Regions from separate parts of the Mus musculus genome. Here all the other regions are linked to region 2. Evidence: chromatin contacts called from public Hi-C and HiChIP or PLAC-seq data. All regions are on one chromosome and are shown on one strand. Each heading gives the region's core, a stretch centred on a gene start, on an enhancer-like site or on the middle of the called end of the contact. The rest is flanking DNA. Distances are from core to core; before and after follow the strand shown. Region 1 overlaps Fam20c (family with sequence similarity 20, member C). Region 2 holds the start of Fam20c (family with sequence similarity 20, member C). Region 3 has its middle 47 kb from the start of Fam20c.

Region 1 (4,127 bases), core at 684-3,183, 47 kb before region 2:
TTTACTGGCTGAGCTATCTCCCTGGGCCTCTGACCCTGAGCTCTTGCTGGGATGGCAGGTAGGCATCACTCCGCCTGATTTATGTGATGCTGGGGATGGAACTCGGGGCTTTGTTGGTGCTGGGTAAGCAGAAACCAGTAAGATGGAGAGACACTGAGGAAGACATCTGATGTCAGCCTCTGGGTCTCTCTCTCTCACTCACTCTCTCTCTCTCTCTCTCTCTCTCTCTCTCACACACACACACACACACACACACACACACACACACGCACACACACGCACACACACGCACACACACACACGCACACTAACATAAAACAAAGTCTTCAAAGCTCAGCTATGCCATACAGCCTCCAGAAGAGAAGGAGGCTGGAGAATCGCCAGGACCAGGTCTGGAAGGGGCAGGGGTAGGAGGGGGCATGCATTTTCTACGATTCCTGACACACCCATGGGCACACAAGTCTTGGCTGGCCAGGCTCACTGCCTCTCCTCTCCCCTTCCCTTCTTGGCTTCATCTCCGCCCCCAATCTCTAGTCAGTGCTAGGTAATTAGGGTGGAAAGGATCAAAAGGAGACCAGCCCACTGCGCTCCAGGTGCTGATGCAGTTTACCCAGCTGCCCCCCTTCCTTCACCCTTACCTAGGACAGAAAAGCATTGGAGGCCAGGTGATAGCACAGTCTCCAGGAGGAAAATTTCTATCCCATCTCTTGTTGGCCAGAACCATGAAATTGGATGCCTCTGTTAGCCTGCTGGCCCTACCTTAGCTGGGCTCAGAGCCTATCATGCTGAAAGAGGAATGGAAACCTGCTTCTGCTCCACACAGCCTCGTTTCACAGAGGCACTTAAGGTGGGGCTGGTGGGTTCTGAAAGCTGTGTGACCAGAGGTAAAGCCTATACATCTCTGTGCTCAGTGGCTTCACCTGTGCTGCAGGGCTAAGAATTACACAAGGGAACTCAGGGGCAAAGCTGAGATGGCCTGGTACCTGGGGTTGAATGAGCATCTTTTGAGACATATTAATGAAGGCAGAGCTATGGAAAGCTGTAGTCTCTTAAGGTCAAAGAGCCTGCTGGGGCAATGGGTCTTCCTCCTCCAAAGGCCTGAAGACAGGGCCAGTGAGATCTCAGGCCAGGTATCCATCATGACAGAACACATGGCTACTTCATGGATCCTGTGCCCTGGCTGGAGAGACCATAGTATCCAAGACAGGCCTGTCCTCCTGCCAGGGTCAACTCAGCAGAGTCGGAGTCCCTACAGGGCAACATGTGCCCTTTGTGCCCTCCATGTTACACAAAGGCTGCAGACACACCGTCACTCTGATGTTATTCCTTCTATTGGGAGAAGATCCACATGGAGCCTACTTACTCCTCAAAGCACATTTGGGCTGTACACTTTTGGGACAGACAGTCCCATGGCTACCTGCCAAACCCAGACACCAAGGAAGGAAAGGAAAAGCTGACTGACTGAGTGAGGGTCAAAACTAATCTATGTTGTGAGATGCCAAGGCCAGGGTGGGGATGGGGGTGTATGCTGGGACCTGTGGTCACAAAGGCACGAATGCTTTGCAGAAACAAACAGGGTGGGAATAGATGACCAGGGTATATGAGACATGTCAGCAAAAATCCCAGCACTTAAGAGGCAGAGGTAGGAAGATCTCTGTGAGTTTGAGGTCAGCCTGGTTTATAGAGTGAATTTTAGGACAACACAGAGACAGCAAAAAGCATGTTCCTTAGACCTGGGGGGCTTCCGAGGCACTCTCTGGCCTCTCAGCTGTGTGGTGCTGGGGCAGTTATCTGCCCTGTCTGAACTTTATTTCCCAGTAGCTACCCTGAATTCAGGATGGAGTCCAAGGCTCCGAGCCAAGCTTACAGAAGGCCCATCTGAGGCCTGCCCCACCTGGAATGGAGGGCCATGCTCCTCCCTGACTGACCCAGGGCAGAGCTGCTCACAAGTAGAAGGGTGTCTGCTGTGATCAAAGGCTTTCCAGCCGCACTTAGCTCTCAGAAGCAGCAATGGCAAATTTGGCAGCGGAAGGATCTAGAAGCGCAAGCAAAGCAGAAACGGGGAATCTAAACAGACCTGGCTTTCTAAAGTAAGATCAAAGCTGCCTCCAGGGTCCCGTGCTTCAGAGGAAACCAGACATCTGGAAGGCTCTTGGAAGAAATTGGCTCACAGGGCAGAGTGGTCTGGCAGGGATAGCTAGGTGGAGGTGACTGTGTTCAGGAGTGGCCAGTCTGCTTCATGTAAAGAGGGAACCATTTGGGCCACATGAGCCACCCACCTTAGGGGGCCCCTGACAGCCAGGGAAGACTCTTGGGGTTCCTGGGAGCTAACAAATGACTAGTAACTGACTGGGAGCCTCACCATGAGCTGCAAAAGGTGAGTTGTGGGCTAGCTGATTGGTGCAGCAGCTGCAGGGGGGACATGGAGAGGCGACATGACAAATGTTGGGTCCCCAGTGTGGGAAGTCCATGGGATGTGCAGGGCAATCAGCTGAGGTCCCCTGCTGAGGATGGAAGGGAGTCCACACCAACAAAAGATGTGTCTGAGCATTTAGCATCATCTTTTGTTTATTGAACGAGATCCCTAGATCTCCTGCTTGTAATGCCAGCTTTAGGGAAGGGGGAAATGGTTGGATCCCCTGGGCTTAATGGCCAGCCAGTCTAGCTGAATCTGTAAGCTCCAGGTTCAGTGACGGACCCTGCCTCAAAAACAAAACAAAATAAAACAAAACAAAATAAAACAAAACAAAATAAAATAAAACAAAATAAAATAAAACAAAACCTAAGGATGAGAGCGATTGAAGAGAAGACAGCTGGCATCGACCAATGGGCTCCACGGGCAACTGCTTTTGCATGTTCATGGGCAAAACAAACAAACAAACAAAGAATAAAATAAAATAAAAACAAACAAAATCCAGAATCCTTCATTGTTTCAAAATGACTAAGCCCACAGTACATTGACTCTGCAGTGGGTGACCTTGACGGTTCCTGTCTCAGAAGCCCACATCTACAACTGCTGCTTCAACCCCATATACCTGCATGAGATGGCTATCTACAGTCCCTCAGCGGGGCTGCTGGGGGCCCCTTAGGCTATAGACAACACAGTCTAGTGAGTTCCTGACTTGCTTCTGCCTGTCCTAATTCCTCTGATTCATGTTGGGTGATTTCCTCAACTGTATCCACCCGACGGCACCAGCAGGTAAAAGCCAAGCTGGATGTGGAATGCCACTGCTGGCAAATCATCTCCAGGGATGCAGGACTGACCATGAGGACATTTGAAGTGACACGGGCAGATCTTAAGGTCACAGTACGGAGTCACAGAATCAAAGCTAAGAGGCCATCTGTGGGTCCACAAATGGACCAAAGCAGAGAGAGTACAGTGACCCAGCTGGGACAGCCGGTGGCATGGGCTGGCAAGGGGCAGGAGGCTGAGGGTCCTGTCCTGGTGGTGGAGGGAATTACTACACAGATGTCTGTATTTAGAGCACTGAGCTTGGTAAATGGCATTTTAAATACTACATGGAGAGCCAGGGAGGTAGCAAGTAAAGCCGGTGCTGGGGAAGCATGAAGAGAGGAGCTCCATTTCCCAACCCACGTGAAGGAGGGGGAGGGGAAGGGGGGAGGGAGGTTGAGGCAGAGGGGTAGAGGTAGGAGAAGGGGAAGGGGAGGAGGGGGAGGGGAGGAGAAGGGGAAGGGGAGGAGGGGGAGGGGAAGGGAGAAGGGGAAGGGGAGGAGGGGGAGGGAAAGGGAGAAGGGGAAGGGGAAGGGAGAAGGGGAAGGAGATGAGGGGGAGGGAGAGGGGAGGGGAGGGGAAGGGGAGAGGGAGGGGAAGGGGAAGGGGGAGGGGAGAGGAAGGGGAAGGAGGGAGGGGAGGGGAAAGAGGAGGAGGAGGAGGAGGAGGAGGAGGAGGAGGAGGAAGAAGAAGAAGAAGAAGAAGAAGATGAAGAAGAAGAAGAAGAAGAAGAAGAAGAAGAAGAAGAAGAAGAAGAAGAAGAAGAAGAAGAAGAAGCAGCAGCAGCAGCAGCAGCAGCAGCTGAGTGTGGTGGTGGTGGTGATGCACACTTGTAGTCATGGCTTTGGGTAATAGAGATGGGAGGTTCTCTGAACCTACTCAGTGAGCTCTAGGC
Region 2 (4,439 bases), core at 1,615-4,114:
AGTAAGGCATCGATGGCTGGGTTGTGTCTGGAGTACAGCTCATACCGGTTGATGCCAATGTGGAATTTGAGCCAGTTGGGATAGAGGTTCACAGCTGCCTCACCAGTGGGCAAGAATTCTGCGCCTTCAGCACCTTCATGCGGCCTGCAAGAAACCAAGGCAGGCTATGGTCAAGTGTAGAAAAAGAGGCAAGAGGCCAAAGAATACGGGGTGCTGGTCCTGAGGGTCAGGGCTTGGGACTTTGAGTTCAAAGTACAGGTTCGCTAAAAGCTGCTTTTACACTGCCATGTCTGCACTTTCTTCCCCGGCTGCGGTTCCACCACCTAATAACATACCTTAAGGCCTATAATTCCTATTTACCCTCTAGAGACTCCACAGACAATCCTAACTACCACTAGCCTAGACCCAGAGTGTCAGCGCTATCCCAACACCTCTGTCCTGGGGTCACCAAAAGTGCCCCCACAACAGTGATGTCAGCTGGGAGTGTGTGAGAAGTGACTGTCCGTTCTTCCTGCGACCAGACGGCCTGGAAGTCACAGGCACACCCAGTCAGCCAGAAACCTCCCCAGCTTTCTGCCTTTGTTCCAAAGAACAGGGGCAGGAATGATGCACAGGCCTAAATCTGATTTTAACGAGTGCAGCCATAAGGTGGGGAGGACAGGATGATGGAGCCAATCACTCTAGCTCTGCTTTCTCTGGCCATGAGCTTGTTTGAATGAAGAACAGACCCTCTGGGAGTCTGCGAGGCTGGAGGGGAAGAGGGGCTGCTTTAGCTCTGCTTCACTGGCAGGTGAGGATCCTTCAACTCCAGTCTGTCTACACTAGAATCGAAAGGAGGGCTAGAGCCTTCCGAGATGCCACACCCTCTCCACTCTTTCAGCGGGCCGTTGCTTGATGGTTTCTGGCCAGCGAAGTCCAGAAGGAACCAAAAAGCTCGCATGGGCAGGCACAAGGCACAGGGCCTGGTCCTATTCCAGGGAGAGAAAGGATTTCTGAGGTTGTTTTGGACTGGTGACTCTCTCTCTGCTGCCCGGGGACCTTTGCAGGTTATTTGCTCTAGCCAGCTGGTGGTTAATATTTCACTCTGTTGGGCTTATTTGGATCTGTGCAGCTGTGGGGGTGGGGGTGGGCACAAAGCTCGGAAGACAACTCCAGGATGGTTTACCTTCCTCCAGGCAGGGTGGCCACAAAGGAAGGCCTCCACACTGCCAACAGCACTCCTCAGCCGCTTTTGTCCCCGTGACTGCATTTAAAAGACTTATTAGGTACATTCAGGCCTTCTGGAGACGTCCACCCTGAACAGCTCACCCCATCGCTCTCAGAGCCAGAAGCCCAACCCCTCCCAGGGGAAGGCTGCTCCCACTCTCCCTGGCTGGCTCTCCAACATATTCATTCATCTGCTTCCTCAGCCATCGCCAGGGCTGGCCAGCATGCTTCCTTGTAGGTGGAGCACTGGGCTCTCCTGGCTTCTGGTGGGCCGCCAGCTTCCCACACCAGGGCACTGGGAGCTTCCCAAACCGTTCTCCCTAGAATCATTGTGAAGACAAAGGCAAGAGGCACATCTGCCCCGCCCACCAGGGATCCCTACCAGCCTCTTCTAAGGGTCCCCCAAAGGTACACAAAATGCCTGGCGTGTGAAATAGCTTTCTAGTGGGGTGTCTTTATTCCCGAAGGGTCGGACGCGCTAGCCCCACCCCAAACCTCCTCTTCTCTGCTCACCAGTCAGGATTCTCTGCTGCCTTGGGGTTAAACCTGATGTCGCTGTTCACATTAAACAGGACGTCGTCCTCTGTCAGAGGAGGCACAGCCCCCTGGTAGAGAGGGTGCTCAAACAACTTGGCTAAGAGCGATCCGTCCCCGCTGGGGCCAGGGGGCGGTACCCGCGGTCGGGGCCCCGGGTCTCGAAGCAGCGGCCGATGCGCTGGGTCACGGGGTGGCGGGGAACGGGGCTCCTGACCCCGCGGAGCGTGATCCACCGGCTCTGCTGCAGAAGGCAGCTTCTCCAAGGAGTGGGAGGTTAGGTTAGAGGCTGGATCTGAGCTGAAGTCTTGCAGGATGCGCAGTGTGTGTTTGTTGGGCCAGCCTGCGTCGCCACCGGCGGACTCCCCCGGTCTGCTCCTTGCCTGGGCCCAGCCTGGACCAGCTGCCTCTGCTGCCGGCTGAGCGCAGGAGCAACCGGGCTCCCCGGAGGATCGCGTGGCGCGTCGGTCCAGCTTGGGTAGCAGGTCAACAGCAATGTGCAAAGCGCAAGCCAGTAGGAATACTACCAGGATGAGCACGCGAAACCTGCGCACCAGTATCATCTTCATGGCCGCGCAGGCCAGCGGGCTGGGGGGTTCGGGACGCGCGCTCCACCGGTGCCCCTCAGCTTGGCACCAAGCCCGCAACGACCCGCGGGTCAAGGTCCATTCAGTGTACTAGCAGCTAGCAGCTCGGGGGCTGTCCCCAGACTTGGACGTCGTGAAGGACAACCGCCACCAAAGCACCAGCTCTCCAGGCCATTTCGGGGGGCGGCCAGCGGCCCTCGTCGGTGGAGCGGGTGGCAGTGGTGACAGGGAACGCAGGGGCGTACGAGGGTCTCCGGGACGGCGACCACACTCAGCGGGCGTGTAAGCAGAAGGCGCGGCTGTTCATCCCGTCCAAGGCGCGACAGATCCGATCCAGAGCGCGGTGCTCCCGCTGGGCCATGCCGGGTCCTGGGCAGGCGACAAAGCGGCTCCTCTGTTCTGTCAGGCTGAGGCTGGGAGACCGGGCTGGAGAGACAGAGGCGAGAAGGGGAGCGCGAGGGGGCGCGCAGGGAGAGGCGACGATCTGGCAGGTGCAGCAGGCCGACCCGGAGCGCAGCGCCCGCACCGCCTAGCTCCAGGCGCCCCGCGCCCGGCCCGCTGATATCCGAGCGCGCCGGAGCCGCCCCCCGCGTCAGCGCCCGCAGATTGGCGGAGCCGTGGCCCCGCGAGGCCCGGCCGGCCCGGCGCTAGCCCGCGCTCCCCTCTCTCCTCCCCCTTGGCCGCGCCCCGCGGTGTCGCCGCGCCTCCTCCGCGCTGAGCCGGGAGCCAGAGAGGCCCGGCTGGGAACCCGCAGGCAGCGGTGGCTTCGGCCCTGTGCGCGCGGCTCTCGGCCTGGTAGCCTGCGTCCCTGAAGCTCCACGCGCCGCCAGTTGCAGCCGCACAGCTCCTCCCCGGCGAGTGGAGGCCAGAAAACAGGCCAAGTCCCTCCCCGAAGCCCGCGGGGCGTCTGCGCGGCCGGACAAGCTCCTCTCCGGGCGGTGTCCTGGCACCTCGGGTACCCGCAGCCCACTAGGTGGAGGACGAAGAGACGACGTTGCCACGCGGCGGAGAGAACGGCGGAGGAGCGCGTTGGGCCCCCGATCCGATGGGACTCCAGAAGCTCGGCAAGGCTGCCGGGCCCACCCCACCCCAGGGGACACGCCTGCGCCTTAACCCTGGCGGCGCCGCGCGGAGCCTGGCTGAGTGGCGCGGATGCGCGGGCGGTGGGCGGGGCGCGTCTCGCTGCCTGCCCTCTGGGATGCTAAATCGGGGTGCACAGTAAAAAGAGATCTGCTTTCACCACGTGGCTTCATTTGTGGCCACAGGGCTTCTGGATCCCCAACCCCTAGTAGGAAGTAGGAATCTCTGGGAATTTCTGCTAAAATTCTGGGAAGGTAAGCGTGAGAGGGTCAGCCACAGATCCACAAGCTGAGCAGACCTCAGGGCTTCAAGCACCTGCAGATTTCCACAGCAGCCCAAGCCAACTGCTGTGTAAGGGACTGAGGGGCGGAGTCTGTGCTCTACGGAGCCCCTCTTTGTCATGCTCTCTTGGCTGTGCTCCCCGGCCCTGGAATGCTCTCAGCTCGAGTTCTCTATGAATCAAGTGCACAACTCATGTTCTTTCTGAAGATTCAGCGACAAGTCTGTGTTAGTTGACGTTCAGTAGACACCCACTAGCTGCTTGTTAGGGACGAAGAGAGTCGCAGCCAGCTAGCTGGTCAGCAAAGGTGCCTCCTAGGCCTTTAGAAAGGAAGAGAGGGTGGAGTTCCACACTCCTGTAACAGGAGCTGATGCCTGTGTTGGGCAGCATAGTGGAAACCCAAGAGTGCAGTGGGTGGGGTCTTAATAGAGGTGCACTCCCCAAGAAGGTATGGCTTACATCATGAAAACTGAGGCATTCTGCATTCATCCGGCCCTCCCACTCACACAGACAATGAGTTTGTGTGTGGAGATGGTGGGCCTGAGGTGGGAGTAGGACGGAAGCACCCACAACCTGGGACCTCTGGAGAGAGACGAATGTCATCAGGGTAGAGTCACCTGCTCCTGGGAGCATCAGTTCGTGGGGCTTCCCATTGTCTCCTGGTGTCCTGGACAGTCCGTTCATCACAACTGTGTGGCTTCTTAGGGGAATTCCTGGCTCTCTGGCTCCTACCCTAAGGAAGCAGGGTGCTG
Region 3 (4,188 bases), core at 1,457-3,956, 47 kb after region 2:
ATGAATATGAATAAATGAGCTAGGCATTTTCATGGTAAAAGTAAGTAGAGACGGTGATATGGTTCAGTGAGGCAATATGTATCTCTCAGTGCTTGGGAAGTGGAGACAGGAGGATCAGGAGTTCAGGACATCCTCCATTATGTAGCAAATTGATGTCAGTCCAAGCTACATGAGACTCTGTTTCAAAAAGCACCCAAAGTATATGGTCTATGAGTGATTCAAGAGACAGTACTGCAATGTCCATGAGTCCATCTGCTTGTGCTGACTCTTGTGGCTGAGTTTGTGGGAAGTTCTGGCTATACCTTTATGCAGGGGTCCACATACATGTGATGAGAGAGGTTTTGATTTGAGAAAACTGGAAAGATGGAAACAGAACAGTGGGGATATCAGACAGATCTCTTGCCGTCCAGTGACTCCTTAATTAGAGATTGTTCTTATTAATTTATTTTAATTGTTATTTTAAAATTATCTAGAGGCTGTATAGATGGCTCAGCAGTTAAGAACATTTGCTCATCTTTCAAAAAAGTCCAAGGTTTGATTCCCAGTTATCCATGTTGGCTCCCCCACTCCAGGGGACCCAACACCTCTGGTCTCTGAGAATACCTTCACAGACATGCGCATACTCAACACAGATACACACGCATACACATAATTAAAATATCATCAACCTTTAAAGAGATCTGTGTATGCCTTGATATACGTGGAGGTCAGAGAACAATGTTTGAGTATTGGTCCTCACCTTCTACCTTGTTTGATGCAGGGTCTTTTTGTTGCTTTCCACTGAGAACACCACGCAGCTGGCCTATCAGCTTCTGTGGATTTTCCTGTCTTTATCTTCCACCTCACTGAAGGAGTGCTGGGATTACAGACACACCTACCACAGTATCAGGCTTTACATGGGGGCTGGGGATTGAACTCGTGTCCTCATGATTGCATGACAAATACTTTATCCACTGATCCCAGCTTAGCTCCTGAAGATCATTTGTAAATATAACATCTCCTTCACTTACTGATGGTGTTACTCACAACGTGATGGCTTCAGTTCTGTTAAGCTTCACTGGCATTTATCATTGTGGTGGTTTGAATACGCTTGGCCCACAGAGTGGTACTACTAGGAGGGGTGAACTTGTTGGAGTAGGTATGGCCTTATTGAGGAACGTGTCAATTTGGGGGTGGGTTTTGAGAACTTATCCTAGCTGCCTGAGGATGGCAGTCTTCTCCTGGTTCCCTTCAGAACAAAATGTAGAACTCTCAGCTCCTCCTGCATCGTGCCTGCCTGGTTGCTGCCATGCATCCCATCCTTGATGATAAAGGACTGAACCTGAAAGCTAGCCCCAATTAACTGTTTGCCTTGGTCATAGTGTCTCTTTACAGTAATGAAAGCCCTAACTAAGACACTCATTAGCATTTTCTCTATTGGTGATTTAAGTCTAGCCAGGCCACAGAGAACTAAGCCACAACTTGATCCATATCTTCTGCCAATATCTACAAAGCATGTGTTCCTGCTGGGAATGTTGCCAGAACTGTTTGTGTCATAGCCTGGGCCTCTCAGCTGCCCTAACAGCCAGCTTCTTCCACTTGTCCTCTGTAGACCAACTACACAAGTCATAGTGGAAAGAAATGAGGAGTTTTATTCAATGTGGTTACACTGGGGAAAAGGAACAAGCAGAGTCATGACCCCATGTCTATCTTCTGGGTCCTGATGTGAGGCTTAGATTTAAATAGAGGGCATGAGGTGCACATAGCCAAGCAGACTTGTCAAGGTGTCTTGTCTCAGCAATCATCACTGTCTCAGCTCTCATCTCTCATACAAGGTAGTCTGACAAGTTGTCAGATCTGTGTGAACTCCATTTCCTGGAGACAAGAGCCTCCTCTGGCTTCAACTTCACTTTCTCTTAAAGATGAGGTTCCTGGAGAATCCCAAGCTTTTGAGGCCCATTGTTTTAATGGTTTGCTAGCTAAAGGGACGGTTTTGTGTGGCACTATTCCTGGGGAGGTAGGGGCAAATGTCTATTCATATGTGGGAGCTAACAACAGCCCAAAGTAAAAATGCCACTGACTTAGGCTTTCCACTGCTGTGAAGAGATACCACAACCACAGCAACTATTATAAAGAAAAAACAGTTAACTGGGGCTGGATTACAGTTTCAGAGGTTTCATCCATTATCATCATGGCAGGATAACCTCAGCATCCAGGCAGACATGGCACTGGAGAAGAAGCTGAGAGTACTACATCTTGATCCACAGGGAGCAGAAATAAATGCCACACTAGGCCTAGCTTGAACATATATGACTTCAAAGCTTACCCCTATAGTGATATACTTCCTCCAACAAGGCCACAATTACTCTAACAAGGCCACACCTTCTAATAATGCCACTCCCTATGGGTCAAGATTCACACACATGAGTCTATGGGGGCCATTCTTATTCAAACCACCACAGCCACCACAGGCCAATTTGAAGAACCACGTGTAGTTTTGGGGTTACAAAACATGGATGAAGGGTTACTTACAGGAGCAGCAGTGATTCCAAGCAACTGTATGACCAAAGCCCACCCCAGCAAAGAAAGGTATAAAGGCTGGATACCTGGAGTACTTTGCACAATTTTCAGGCAGCTCAACAGGTTGGGAGGTATCCTTCCCCATTAGCTCAGCTGCTCTGAGCCTCTTCCAGGCAGATCAACTTGTCAGGCAGTCTACATTGCAGCTTCTCTTATCTGAGAGTGACTCACACTCACAAACATCTTTTCAGCTTACATATCTGTTTGGGGAGGGAGAGGCCTGGTGAGTCTGACCAGTTTCAGGGACTTCCAGAAACTATTTCAAGTGGTTTGCTCCCTGACCTTAGGAGCTTCAGGGCAGGGTGAAATGTCTTGTCTCCCAGTAGAACACAGTACTGTCTCACTTTCCTGTGAGCTTCTTGAATCCTAATGAGCTTTTCTCCAAGGTGGAAGATTTTAATCTTGGAGGAAAGTGTCCCACAGCAGGGAGGTACAAGGGTCTCTTCAGATGGTATTTTTACATGCCAGGAGGTTTCTAGGCCCCATTACTGGTATGGCGCTGGGCCCCAGAGATGGCAAGCCTGTGGTACACCATTTCCTATCAATGTTGAGCAAGGGGCTTTTAGTTACAGCCATGGGACACAACATGCAGATTGTATCCAGTTTGCAAAATAAAGGTACTAATTTGATAGGGTTTGAGAAGAAAAGGAGGAGGGGGTCCGAGCACAGGGACCATCAGACATTCAAGACCTGATGGGAGAAGCAGACTTCAGGGAACTGAGCCAATATTACAAAGGAAATCAGCCCTGCCCCACCCAAGAGCAGAGGTCAGGGGGTATCCATCTCTCAGAAGCACTGGTATTGGCTTGTGGAGATGTCCACTCACCCGTGTCTGTCTCTGTGGCTCTACTTTGTCTACTTTCCCTACTTTGTCTGATTGGCCCCATCTGCCCTGGTGGCTGTCATCTTGTCATGAAGCTGTCTGTCTGCCCTAGTGATTGTTGTCTTGTCTTGATGGCCTTCTGCTCTGGTGGTTGTCTTGTCACAGTGGCCCTGCTTGCCCTATCTGGTGGCTTCTGTCTTGTAATGGTGGTCCTGTCTTGTCTTGGTGGCTATGATTCTCTCTCGGTGTCTCTTTTACTCCCTGTTATTTACCACCGCTCCTATGGTGAGATGCTATAAAACAGCTTTTCTTTATTAAGACACATTTATCCTAAAGCTTTTAGGCAGTGTTAGAAATCGTGGTTTAAAGAATAAGCCTAGGAATATGGATAAAATAGAAAATGTTTCCCAATGAAATTTCACCTAAAAGATGCCATTTTCTACTTTTCTGTATCACAGTGGATTACAGCCACTAGGACTCTGGGACCTGCATCAGGGAAGGTCATTTTATTGTGTCTCTTATGGGATATTCCCAGAAATCAACCAAGATCAGAGTGGAAACAAAGACACAGGCAAGACATGGTGCTGGACACCTTTGATCTCAACACTTAGGAGGCAAGAGGCAGGCCATCAATCTGTATGAGTTTGAGACTCTTCTTGTCTACCTAGTGAGTTCCAGGCAGCAAGAGCTACATAGTGAGACCCTGAGTTTAAATGAGAATGGCCCCCGTAGGCTCATATATTTGAACATTTGGTCCCCAGTTGTTGGAACTGTTTGGAAAGGGTTGGGAAGTGCAGCCATTTTGG

Evidence for each region. Hi-C and Micro-C count contacts between places; a contact is called where the count stands out from the background. HiChIP or PLAC-seq counts read pairs in DNA pulled down with a chosen protein or histone mark.
Region 1: a contact with region 2 is called in a Hi-C map of liver, with 1.8 times the contacts expected there. The contact joins the enhancer-like site here to the promoter of Fam20c in region 2. A contact is called at or near these places in 5 of 39 promoter capture datasets (the 3T3-L1 cell line, embryonic stem cells, liver and 1 more), 9 of 484 Hi-C or Micro-C datasets (the G1E-ER4 cell line, embryonic stem cells, liver and 1 more), 4 of 115 datasets of contacts at active chromatin or transcription factors (bone marrow-derived macrophages, embryonic stem cells and hepatocytes) and 3 of 9 other capture datasets (adipose tissue, liver and pancreatic islet).
Region 3: an H3K4me3 HiChIP or PLAC-seq map of bone marrow-derived macrophages shows a contact between it and region 2, with 7 times the contacts expected there. The contact joins the enhancer-like site here to the promoter of Fam20c in region 2. A contact is called at or near these places in 10 of 39 promoter capture datasets (the 3T3-L1 cell line, 3T3-L1-derived adipocytes, the HPC-7 cell line and 4 more), 10 of 484 Hi-C or Micro-C datasets (the C2C12 cell line, bone marrow-derived dendritic cells, bone marrow-derived macrophages and 6 more), 8 of 115 datasets of contacts at active chromatin or transcription factors (SST interneurons, bone marrow-derived dendritic cells, bone marrow-derived macrophages and 3 more) and 1 of 9 other capture datasets (pancreatic islet).

The regions. Positions count from the first base shown.
Region 1 is chr5:138,799,692-138,803,818 of GRCm38.p6, reverse strand. The region is part of intron 5 of Fam20c (family with sequence similarity 20, member C); the gene reads right to left. Among named protein-coding and RNA genes, the nearest start is that of Gm5294, 18 kb to the left of the region's middle. Within about 2 kb of position 1,933, at least 9 of the 459 cell types and tissues checked have an H3K27ac peak or open chromatin away from gene starts, as enhancers often do. A contact at or near this core is called in hepatocytes, liver and uterus, where this site is marked.
Region 2 is chr5:138,753,506-138,757,944 of GRCm38.p6, reverse strand. It overlaps Fam20c (family with sequence similarity 20, member C), which reads right to left and starts at 2,864. Exons shown (of 10, transcript NM_030565.6): 1 at 1,720-2,864; 2 at 1-144. The coding sequence starts at 2,309.
Region 3 is chr5:138,706,104-138,710,291 of GRCm38.p6, reverse strand. No RefSeq gene overlaps it. Among named protein-coding and RNA genes, the nearest start is that of Fam20c, 47 kb to the left of the region's middle. Within about 2 kb of position 2,706, at least 34 of the 459 cell types and tissues checked have an H3K27ac peak or open chromatin away from gene starts, as enhancers often do. A contact at or near this core is called in bone marrow-derived macrophages, pancreatic cancer cells and trophoblast stem cells, where this site is marked.